Regions from separate parts of the Sus scrofa genome. Here regions 1 and 3 are each linked to region 2. The links are chromatin contacts, called in public HiChIP or PLAC-seq maps. All regions are on one chromosome and are shown on one strand. Each heading gives the region's core, a stretch centred on a gene start, on an enhancer-like site or on the middle of the called end of the contact. The rest is flanking DNA. Distances are from core to core; before and after follow the strand shown. Region 1 holds the start of ANXA1 (annexin A1). Region 2 holds the start of TMC1 (transmembrane channel-like protein 1). Region 3 holds the start of TMEM2 (transmembrane protein 2).

Evidence for each region. HiChIP or PLAC-seq counts read pairs in DNA pulled down with a chosen protein or histone mark.
Region 1: an H3K27ac HiChIP or PLAC-seq map of alveolar macrophages shows a contact between it and region 2. The contact joins the promoter of ANXA1 here to the promoter of TMC1 in region 2. A contact is called at or near these places in 3 of 47 Hi-C or Micro-C datasets (embryonic fibroblasts, skeletal muscle and subcutaneous adipose tissue) and 1 of 2 datasets of contacts at active chromatin or transcription factors (alveolar macrophages).
Region 3: an H3K27ac HiChIP or PLAC-seq map of alveolar macrophages shows a contact between it and region 2. The contact joins the promoter of TMEM2 here to the promoter of TMC1 in region 2. A contact is called at or near these places in 3 of 47 Hi-C or Micro-C datasets (embryonic fibroblasts, epiblast stem cells and heart right ventricle) and 2 of 2 datasets of contacts at active chromatin or transcription factors (alveolar macrophages and skeletal muscle).

The regions. Positions count from the first base shown.
Region 1 is chr1:226,412,260-226,416,109 of Sscrofa11.1, forward strand. ANXA1 (annexin A1) reads left to right here and starts at 1,941. Exons shown (of 13, transcript NM_001163998.1): 1 at 1,941-2,109.
Region 2 is chr1:225,712,943-225,716,533 of Sscrofa11.1, forward strand. It overlaps TMC1 (transmembrane channel-like protein 1), which reads left to right and starts at 1,659. Exons shown (of 24, transcript XM_021064884.1): 1 at 1,659-1,797. It also overlaps a transcript of ZFAND5 not described here.
Region 3 is chr1:225,040,492-225,044,096 of Sscrofa11.1, forward strand. It overlaps TMEM2 (transmembrane protein 2), which reads right to left and starts at 1,887. Exons shown (of 24, transcript XM_021064792.1): 1 at 1,737-1,887.

The DNA of each region.
Region 1 (3,850 bases), core at 691-3,190, 700 kb after region 2:
CCTTTTCTTCCTTCACTTCCTATTTTCTCTCTGTGTAAATTAAATGGAGCTGGTGAGTCATCTAGAAACAGCAAGAGCAGTGACTCATTTCTCCAGAGTTGTAGTATGTGGCATTTCAAGTACATGAAGCATTTAACCAGTGATTATCCCTTAGCTGTTAATGGTAACATATAATATGTTTTGTTTTATTTCCAAAATTCCACTTCATATTATTGTGGTGGTACTGGGAGAGGGAGGGTAGTTTCCAAGAGATTATTCAGAGCACTATTCCTATAGGATTAGTGACGTTTTTATATTTGGGAATTTTATTGTCTTTAGAATTATAGCTCGAAGTTCATTTTGGAAAAATGTTTTTCTTTTTGTCCTCAATTCTGCCACAAATACCACATCTATTATTGCTGTTATAGGTCTGACAATCCATTATAAAACCAAATATATAGCAAAATTCCTCTAAATTTATGCTACTGGTAACCATAAAAAACAATAAATGACTATATGTTTCTTTTAGGAAGTTATATTTTACAAAAGGTGCATAAACTTTTTTCTTCATTTCATAGGAGTGTTACTGTGCAGAAAACTTCCAGTGTTTCCATTATCAAAGTTAGGAACACAAATATGAATAGAAGAAAAGTTTTGTGTAATTATATTTTCCCTTTTCGCCTAATAAATAAATGTGGTTTTAGAAAGCTGATCTACATTTGTCGAGATCCATTTGCAATAATACCAACCAATTAATTAGTTAGTACCTAATGAATTAGTTCAATGCATACTTATAGTAAATTGGCATTTATTCAGATATTTAGATTAGATGATTATCCTACTTCAGGATATGTTGATTTCATTAACAATAGTCTTATAATTAGAATTTAGAATATGTTGTAAAAACTGATAATCTCATTTTCATTGATTTTTCCTAACTTGATATATATAAATATATATAATAACCCAAGATAACAGGAGAAAAAGAGGAAAAAGAACAAACCACTGAAATAGTTCAGTATAAACTGAACTATCACTCTATGAGAGAGTTCATATTTGTGCATACTTTAATGGAAACATCTTATACAATTTTGTAGGCTTTCATTAAGAGTGAAAATGAATCACCATCAGGCTGCCAGAACAAATTTCCTTTTCTTGCTTCAAGTCGGGAATTTCTTAAGGTATCTGTACTGTGATAGCTGCTACTCCATTAATCCTTTCATTTTATAGTTCTGGTTTATTGTTCAAATTCTCTAGAATGTCAACAATCTGTTAGTATCAAAGTTTACATATAACTTATTCTATAAAAAGAATTAATGCATATAGGCATTCCCCTAATGACAACATTTTCTTTGAATGTCATACTGATCATATTTCATTAACTTTGTTTGAAATTTGGACAGTCTGAAGTTTTATTTCTTTTATATTTCTTATTTATATCAACAAGCTGCATGCAAGCACAAAACTTTTATTTTGAAGGCAAGAAAAATGCTGGTGAAATAGAGAATTATCTGGTACAGTATAACATTAAAATGTACAAATACACATTCTCAATTGTCATGAGAATTCTAGAAGTTTGGCAGCCTAGAAAATATTACCCCAATTTTACAGAAGTTCAAATTCAAGGAAATTAAATATGTCCCCAAGATCACATAGTAATTAGTGATGAAGCTGAGACTTAGCCAAAGGAGGTTTTTTGCTTACTTTTGTTTTAAAGTTTATGGTTTTTCATTTCACAACTTGTTTAACTAAAAAGCATGCCAATCATTGGTATCCGGATTGAGCTGGACAGTACTGCATATTTGAAAATCTCTTGCATCTACTCCCCCAGAAAAAACAGTACAAACTGAAGAGGTTAAAAAAAAAAATCCTTCCTTCCGTTTCTTTTCCTCTGTGCTGTCAGCTCTGAGTTGGTTTAGTGAGTAGTTTTGCAAGGCTTGTTTCACTTTGTTTTGGGTAGGGCTGAGCCCTGTATTTCAAACAAAAGGCAGCCAGTTACTAACTTCTGGTTGCTAGGTGTGGTCTCCTTCCAAACTCTATAAAATGAGAAGCCCAAGGCTCCACTTCTAGTGTGAAACATTCAGAGGAGACTCTTTAGTTCTTTGGAAGAAGGCAGGGGAAAAAGAAAATGTAAGTATTGGTTTTCCTTTTAGTTAGTTTTGGCTGTTTTGAAAACTTTTCTCATCACAACATTTAATGTTATTTCTGTGGAATTTATGGCTAGCTGCATTTACATGTTTGATAAAACTCTCTGTAAAATTTCATTGGCTATTTATATTTGGGAATCTTAAGATGAAACATTTTGTTCTCAGTTAAGAAATATAATTTTTAAAATAAGGAGAGTTTGTTTCCTAAACTGGCTTATTGTACCGTTGATAAGGAAGGTATCATGGAAAAGAAGGAAAGAATGTGTTTTTTCCCCCACAAGTTATGACTTTCCAAGAGCTGTGTGTGCTTTATATGGAAATCAATATGGATGGTGGGAGTTTGGGGGGAGCCAGGCTGGAAGAACCCAGAGTGGGGGTTTCAGGAAATATTTCAAAATAGCTGGACTTAAATAATGTTAAAAAAAAAAAAGAAGAAGAAGAAGAAGAAGAAAGAGAATATTCAGATCTCATAGTGGCAATCTTGCCCTTGTAATTAAAATTTGAAATTAATGTTATGTTCACTCAGGCAGTATAAATAAATAAGAGGATCTGTTTATTAATTATTTCCTTTAGAGAGGGTGTGGCCATATTCTTTTTCCTGTAATCTCTGTGTCATAGACAGGCTTTTCAAGTGCTGATTTGAAAACCTAAGGGAAAGGAAGTATTTCCTGGGTGGTGTCCGAAAGTTATCCCTTGGGAATGCCATAGGACCTTCTAAAAATTACTCTACTTAGAAGCATTTTGAGATTGTTGAATGAGCTCATGGCCATAAAGTTCCTTAGAAAAGTACAGTTTATCTAAAGTAGGGTTTTCACTAGTGTCAGGTATACTTGCAAAAGTGAGAGATTTTGAATCTTAACCACATATCTTGCTATTGCTTATTACAAACGTTCCTTTAAGAATTTTTTTCTTAGCTTATGCTGCATGTTAAATGATGGGATATCAGATGTTTAGTGCTGGTTAATCAAAAAAGGTGTGCTTTTTCTTGCCCCGTTTGTGACTAAATTTATATATGGTCTTAAAAAAAGTAATATTCTCCTTGGCCTGCAGAATGCATTTAGGTAGGCACATTGCAAAATGACTCAAATGGGATAAAATGCTGATTTCATAATTCTGAAATGGACTCTTCTCCAGAAGTTATGTTGCCAGCCTAGCCCCAGGCTCAACCACATGTGACAGACATACGTTTGATTAATGTTGACAAAATCATTAATGATATTATTAAGAAACCTGTCAGAGTTTCATGCTTATTAACTATTTTTTCAATCAAAACATCTTCAAAAATTAATTTATACTGATGTTAGCTACTGAGCTGGTTCTTAATCCTCTCTAGATGCATTAATTTATAACATATTCAAAATCAGTACGAAACCAATGACCTATTATTTTTCAGTAATAAGCCAAAAGCCATTTTTTTTGAGTAAATGATTTCCTCTTTACTTAAAACTGGAGATATTTTTATCAAAAAGTCAGAACAGATACAAATTATACCTTCATTCATTATGCTAATTTTCTTTACCTCTGTCTACTTGAGGTGAGATTTAACATGGGAACTTCAGAGCTATAATGAATCTTAGCTACTGTGTATCCTAACACCCTTATTTTTTATAAATGGAGGCCCTCTGGAGAATTGAAATATTTTCTTGAGGTCAAATAGCCAGTTGAAGAGAATCAAACTAGAACTCAGAACTCCTCAACTCTTATTTTTACATACTATAGTTGCA
Region 2 (3,591 bases), core at 409-2,908:
GGAAGGCAAGGGGCCAGGGGCGCCGCCGCCGCCACCATTTCTTTGTCTTTCCTGGTCAGGCCGCCCACGCCGGGCGCCACCGCCGAAGACGGCCGGGGTGGACTTGAGGGAGGCCCGGAGCCCGAAACCCCGAGGCCGCACGCCAGGCATTGTTTCCACGGCCGTGCGAGTGCGACTGAACCGGAGGCAGGGAACCGGGTCTCCGGCCACGACGACACGATGACGCCTTCGTCTTTGTGCTTCCTGAACTGGCGGGCGGGCTCCCCTCCCCCGGACGCCGCCGGCCGCTAGGGTTTCGCCGGAGGCCTACGGCACCCCAGTCCTCCGCTCCCACCACCAGCCCGGGACGAACAGCCGGGAGCCCTGCCTCCCCTCCACACCACTCACCCTGCGGGGCCAGGAGCCGGGCTCGCGCGCGACACCGGCGCGGTGGGGCCGGTCCGAGCCCTCAGGGATAGGCGAGTCGGGTGCCTTGGAGCCGCAGCCGCGGGCCGGTCGGAGCCGCAGGAGGTTGCGCCGCCGCCGCCGCCGCCGCGGGGTCCTTCTTTGTTCCCGCAGCAGCAGTGAGCGTGGCCGGGACACGCCGGAGCTCGGGAAGTGGGAGGAGGGAAGCGGCGCGGGGCGGGGGGACAGAGGAGGCGGAGGGAGGACCGAAGGCCGCGGCGGCTAAGGCAGCTTTCGGCGCTCACCCGTCGTCGCCTCACGCCTCCACCAGCGGCGGGTTGGGCAGACTCCGAGGGCGAGCCGGGCGCGCGCAGCTAGGCCTGGGCGCCGCAAGGGCCCGCGGATGGCGCTCTCGGATGCTTCTTCTACCACCGAGGAAGCTGCGCTGTTCCCGGGAGCTACAAGCCCAAAACTGAGATGCAGACAGATCTGCGCTCCAGCTCACTGACGCGTTCTCTCCTGCCGGCGCTCCGGCTCTGAGGGAAAGAGGGAGGGAGGGGGCGGGGTCTGTGCGTCATCGAAAACCCCGACGGCGCCGGCGGCGCCGGGAGCGCGATGACGTCACGTGCCCGTCGCCGCGCCTCTCACTCCAGTCACCCGGTCGGGGAGGAGGGGCCGAGCTTGACCGCTCTGCAGTTGCGCGGAGCCGAGTCACTGGCCGGGCTGCCGGCCTCCGGGCGGAGCTGGTAGGAGTTAGACCGGTGGAGGACGCGTTTCTATTTTTAACCTGATTATCCGCCCTCAGCGTCTCGCCTTCTGATTTTCTCAGTCGAGCCTGCTTTTCGCCATCTCAGTTCTCACGCTTTGTCTCGACCCCTTGGCAGACATTTCCCTTTCCTCCTTACTCCCCCTTCCCCCACCCCTGGAGAAAGAGGTAGAAGGATTCGCCTCAGAAAATGAACTGCTCTATAGCCTCTGGGTCTCCTCGCCTCTTTATGACGCTTCCCCGTCCAGTTCCCTCCCACACCTTTTCGGTTCTAAAGTACAGCTTGAGCGTTGCCTTGTTGCTGTCGGGAAGGAGCAGGGCAGGCGGCGCTGGCTCTCTTGCACGCCCAAGGTCACGGGTGGTTGTGCAGAGTCAGGAAATGCTTGGCCTCACTGGCTGCCAGTCCTCCGCCCCGCGCGTCGGCGTTGTTGTTCTGAACAAACTGTTTTGGCCAGCCTGTAAAATCCCTGGAAATTGGCTATTCCAGCAAAGCGTCTCGAACTGGGAAAGCACCAAATGTTCTACTCAAGAAAAGAAGGGCCAAACAAGCTAGATCTGAGGGAGAGATCAAAAAGAAGGCGTTGCAGGAGGAAATTCAAGAGGGGGCAATTCAGAAATGAGGCACAGGCCCTGACTAGTTTGAAAGGGTGAGTTAACTAAAAACAGAACCTTTTCAAAGCAGCAACAAAAAAATCCCACGTGCAGCTGACCTCTCCAGGTGACTTTAGTTCAACTCAGAAGACCAAAATTAGTAACACAGAAAGGGACTTACGAAAATTTTGTAGTAAACAATGGCCTAATGAATAAATAGAAACGGTTTTTAGGCCTTCTGATAGCCACCATTAAAATGGAGAGGTAGGTCCCTTCCTTGTTTCCCAAACTTGCTGATCAGAAAAATCCACCTGGAGTAATTATTTACCTTTAAATAATCACCTAAGCTTCTCCCTTGGAAGTAGTTTTGGTTATCTGGGACTTTGAAGTTGAAGTAATGATCCAGGTGATTCTGATTTATAATTTTGTCTGGGAGAATGTTGTCCTGATGCACTTTGCCAACGTTTCCAAATCAGACCGCTTTCTGCCACAGTAAGCTGAATCCCTAGAATGTAACTGACCATTTTCTTTACAACTTGGAGTTATTGCTACAGGCAGTTAATGTGTTGAAGATGTAAGTAGTTTCGGATATTGGTCCCAGGAAATTTACTTTCTTGATGTAGACAAATTAGTAAAAGCAGAGCAGCTGCCATTTACAGGCCATTTTCAGGGCTAAGATTTTTCATTTAGGGTCTCGTTAATCCTCACAGCAGTTCACCGAGATAGGTACTATATAGCCATTTTCAAAGATAAGTGAATAATGATGAAAGAGGATAAGTGACTCTCTTGAGGCACTGAAGGACAGGGAAATAGTGGAGGTGATTCTTAGGACAAAAGTAACTTGGAAATTCTTCCCCCCACACACATCCATTTTAGTTGTTAAAAAGTGGAACAAGATAATTCTTGAAGAAGCATGATTGAAAGAAAAAAACCAACAAAGTAATAAAACAAGCTGGTTATTTAATAAGGTATTGCATAATATATATTATGTAGCACCTTCTCAGCCAATCATAATTTTCTCTGTAAGGTTGTTTCTAACAGGAATGTACTTGATATTGAGCCTATTTTTAGCAAGTTACTGTTGCAGCAACTACCCTAGTTGTTCTCAAAGTGTGGACCATACACCAGCAGCATCAGTATCACTTGGGCACTTGTTAGAAATACAAAATCTGGGAGTTCCTGTTGTGGCGCAGTGGAAATGAATCCAACTAGGAAGCATGAGGTTGCGGGTTCGACCCCTGGCCTCTATCAATGGGTTGGGGATCTGGTGTTACTGTGAGCTGTAGTATAGGTTGCAGATGAGGCTCCGAACCTATGTGGCTGTGGCTGTGGCATAGGGTGGCAGGACAGGGAAATATTGGATGTGTAGCTTGGATTAGACCCCTAGCCTGGGAACCTGCATATGCTGCAGGAGTGGCCCAAGAAATCAAAAAAAACCAAACAAACCAAAAAAAACTTTGTTGAAAGAAATTGATGAATTAATGTGTGTGTGTTTATAATGTGTACACTGCTTTGGATATCACCTTTTTGAGAAACTAGTTACTTTGGTCTCAAGAACTTTAAAAAATCTTTGTGACTGAACAAACTAGTTATCAATGTTAAGTACATATTTTGAATCTCAGTAGTTCGACCTCGGATTGGCTTTGAAACACCACTTTGGAGCTTGTCATAACTTGGGCTCATGGGTGGGGGTGGGCCAGAGAGATAGTCAAGAATGAGGTCAGTGATTTGGCAAAAGCTCCACAGCAACTGGAATTGTTTAAAGCTCTAGCAGTGGCAATTGGCACTAAGGCCCTAGCTGTCACAGAAAGCAGGTAGATGCCATGAGGGAGGTCAGAATTCAATTAGAA
Region 3 (3,605 bases), core at 637-3,136, 670 kb before region 2:
AAATTGGAGGGGGGAGGGACAGCAGGGGGAGCACCAACCCAGGGGAATAGAGACAAAGATCACCCCAAAGGCATAGGCGCGCGCGCACTGAGGCCAAAACTATGCAATGCACATTCCACCAACTTTTCACTGTAGTTGGCTTCCTGTGGGGTTTATTCCCCCAAGCTAACCCTCTCCAGAAAGTTTAAGGCTGTTCACACCGACTTTCAAAGGTCCATTGTTTCCATCCCCGTAAAAGTAATGAAAAGAGAGAGGGAGAGAAAGAAATCAAGACTTGGTTCCCAGAGACCCTTTCTTATGGAGAGGACTTACTCCGGAGGAGTTTTGTTACTCCTAATCCAAAGAGGGGAAGGCGACCCGCGGGGGGAGCGCAGGAGGGTGCTGTGTGGGGCAGGAGGAAGTTTGCCGTTTCTGTAGGAATGCCCAAATGCCTGACTGCCAGGAGCCGGAAAGCCGGGAAGGTGCGGAGGACCACGGTGCGCGTCCTCGCAGTGGCCCCCAGCGGCTGCCAGGGAAGCGGGGGGCGGGGAGTGGGGTTAGCCAGTGACCCCATTGCTTCTTACCTTCCCCTCCCCCGCTTAGCGTCGGCTAATTCAGGTGCCTACACAGCAGTCCAAAGCGACGGAGCTGAGCTCCTGGCGTCCCCAAGTCCGGATCTTCTCTCCATGGCCAGAGAGCCCTTCCAGCACCGTCGCCCGCCGCCGCCGCCGCGGATGCCGCTGCTGCTTTTACGCAACTGGCAGCCGCAGTCTCTGCCTGGAGGTGAAACCCTCTCCTCCCGGGAATGACGCGCACTTCCCTCTGCCTCCGCCTCCTCCTCCTTCAGCCCGGAGCCGCGGGGGTAAGGGCCTCGGCTCGGGCTCTTCCCCGAGCAGCTGCTGTTTCTCCTTTCCGTCCCCTCGGGAAGGAAGAGGAGGAGAATCGTGGCCCGAGCAGCAGGGCCAGAGCGTCCCCGCGACAATGGGGAAGGGGCGGCAGCACGGGTCAGAACTGGGTCCCCGGGAGTCGCGCTTGTCTCTGGTCGGCGGGCGCCGCGGCTCGCTAGGGTCGCGCTCAGCCTCCGCCAGCCAGACAAGCGGCCCGGCTCGGCAGGGCCGAAGGCTGGGGATTGGCCGGGCGGGCGGGGGAGACGAAGAAGGCGGAGGGAGAGGAGGAGACTGCGGCCGGAGGAGGCGGTGGCCGCGCAAGGCTCCTCCCGCTGCTAGAGCTCTGCGCCAGAAGCAGACACTAGGGCTCAGCGCCTCTCGCTGTGGCGCCCAGGAACAGCACCAGACCGCACAGCTGCCAAAGCAAGCCCCCCAACGAACGAGCCTCGCAGTGACTGCAGCTGCTAGAGGTATCCCGCAGCGCGTACCCGGCCTGACGGAACGTGAGCCTGCGCTTCCATTACCTCCGGAGTTCAGGCGGATCCTTCGCACCCATCACCTCCCAGCTGAGCCCTGAACCTCAGCTTCTCAGCTGAGCTTGACTGTACACCTCCATCACCTCCCGGCTGAGCGTGACACTGCACCCCAACACTCACAGCTGACCCTGACATTTCGCCGCCCATCATTCTAAGGCTGAGGTAGGCATTACAACCCCATCACCTCCCGGCTGAGCCCACATCTGAAGGCTGAACTGGACATGCCCCTTCATCGCTCCTGGCTGAGCCAAGCTCCCCACCAGCATCCCCAAAGGGACTTCCACAACTCGTGAAAAATTTCTGAGTTCGGCCACTGCATCACGGCTGCCCCCACCTGGCCAGTCACAGGCGCTAGTTTCTTGGCCTCTTCTGCACTTAGCTTGCTCTCGGACTCGGGACCGCAACGTAGAGCGGTCCCGGCATCCCACTCTCACACCAGAATAAATATGCCTACGTCTCCCCACGCCCCCTACCGCGCCACTCTGGAGTGGCTGCCACTTGAAGGAGTGGCGCTGAAAGCCACTCCCTGGCCCGCCCCAACACCGAGGGACCTAAGGATGCCTGAGCCGCCGGGGCTACAATCTTGGAATTAAACAGCCCGGGCCGCCGTCACAACTGGAGTTGCACTCACCCAGGCAAGTCTTGATTCCCGCTGAGGGCGCGGCCGGGACTTGATCAGTCAGACCCATGAGGTTCCAGGCTAGTGACAGCAGCAGGACTGCCAAATCCAGGCTGTCGTCATCTACCACTTAATTCGGAATTGAAAGTTTTCCCGCTAGGGAACTCTTTCAGTGAATACTGTGCAGATTCTCCATCCTTTTAATAAAAACTCAGTCATGTAACCATGGTACACCCAGCAGGCGGGAAGGGGAATTCCCTATTTCGAGGGTTTGGGTTCTGGATTTTATTCTAATATATGTTTCTAAATCTCTGCTGATAAAATTCCCCTGGAGCACTTCGAAAATTTTGGATTCACACACCTCCACCACGTACTGGATTAAGAGGTGCGGGGAATATGAAAGTTTGAGAAATAATGCTAGAGTGCATCTTGGAATTAAATAAAACCTTGAGGGGAAAATGCCTCTAAAATAGCAATTCGGTCTAGTGCTGAGACCTTAATGAAACCACCCAACTCTGGGAGTCACTGTCCCTTCTGGGAGAGGAAGGAAGTTTCTTAAAATAAACCCGATGGTTTTGAATTATAAACTGGGGAGAACAAAGGACTACTTAGTAGTCTTAAGGCGAAATGTCCAGGATCATGCCTTGTAAAGATAGGGCAGGAACTGTGCCATCCTATGTGGTAGGCTAAAAATTAGCCCCCCAAAGATGCCATAGCCTAAGCACTAGAACCTAGAAATGTCCCCTTATACAGAAAAAGGATCTTTGCAGATTAAAGATTTGAGTTGAGATTACCCCGGGTCCTCAGAGTGGCCCTAGCTGTAGTCTCGTGTATCCTAATAAGGAAGGCAGGGAGGAAAAGGCAATGTGACCATGAAGGCAGGGATTGGAGTGATGTAGTCCCAAATCAAGGAATGCCAGAAGCCACCAGAAGCTGGAAGAGGCAAAGAAGGATTTTTGCCCTAGAGCTTCCACAGGGAGAGAGTCCTGCTTACACCTTGATTTCAGACTTCTGGCTTCCAGGAGCCTGAGAGAGTAAATTTATGTTGTCTTAAGTCACCAAGTTTGGGGTAATGTGTTACAGCAGCCACAGGAAACAAATATATCCTGTGGTTTGTGCGGTGCCAACTTTATGTTAAAATGCCCATTTTCTGAATCTTTATTATGTGTCAGGCACTTTGCTTAGAGTTGAGACATTTCATATAACCCTTCCAAAAATTACTATTCCAATTTTAGAGATGAGGACACTGGGACTGAGGAAGTTTAAGGAGCCTGTCAAGTTCACACAGGAGCCTGTTGGAATTAAGTCTGCCAACAATTCAAACATCAAAAAGAACAATTAAAATTTCACATAAACTATTTTAATGAAAGTTTTGGTTTTAAAGAGGACTTCCTTCCATAACCCATATCTATTGCCAAAACCAAAGAAAATGGAAATTGATAGTAGGGAAGGCTTCACATGTAAGGGGAGGGCAGGGAATGTAGGGGAACTCTCTGTACCTTCTGCTTTTTGTTTGCGAAACTAATACTGCTCTAAACAAAGTCTATTAACAGAAAAGGGGTGGGGAGGGAGATTGAATCTTTG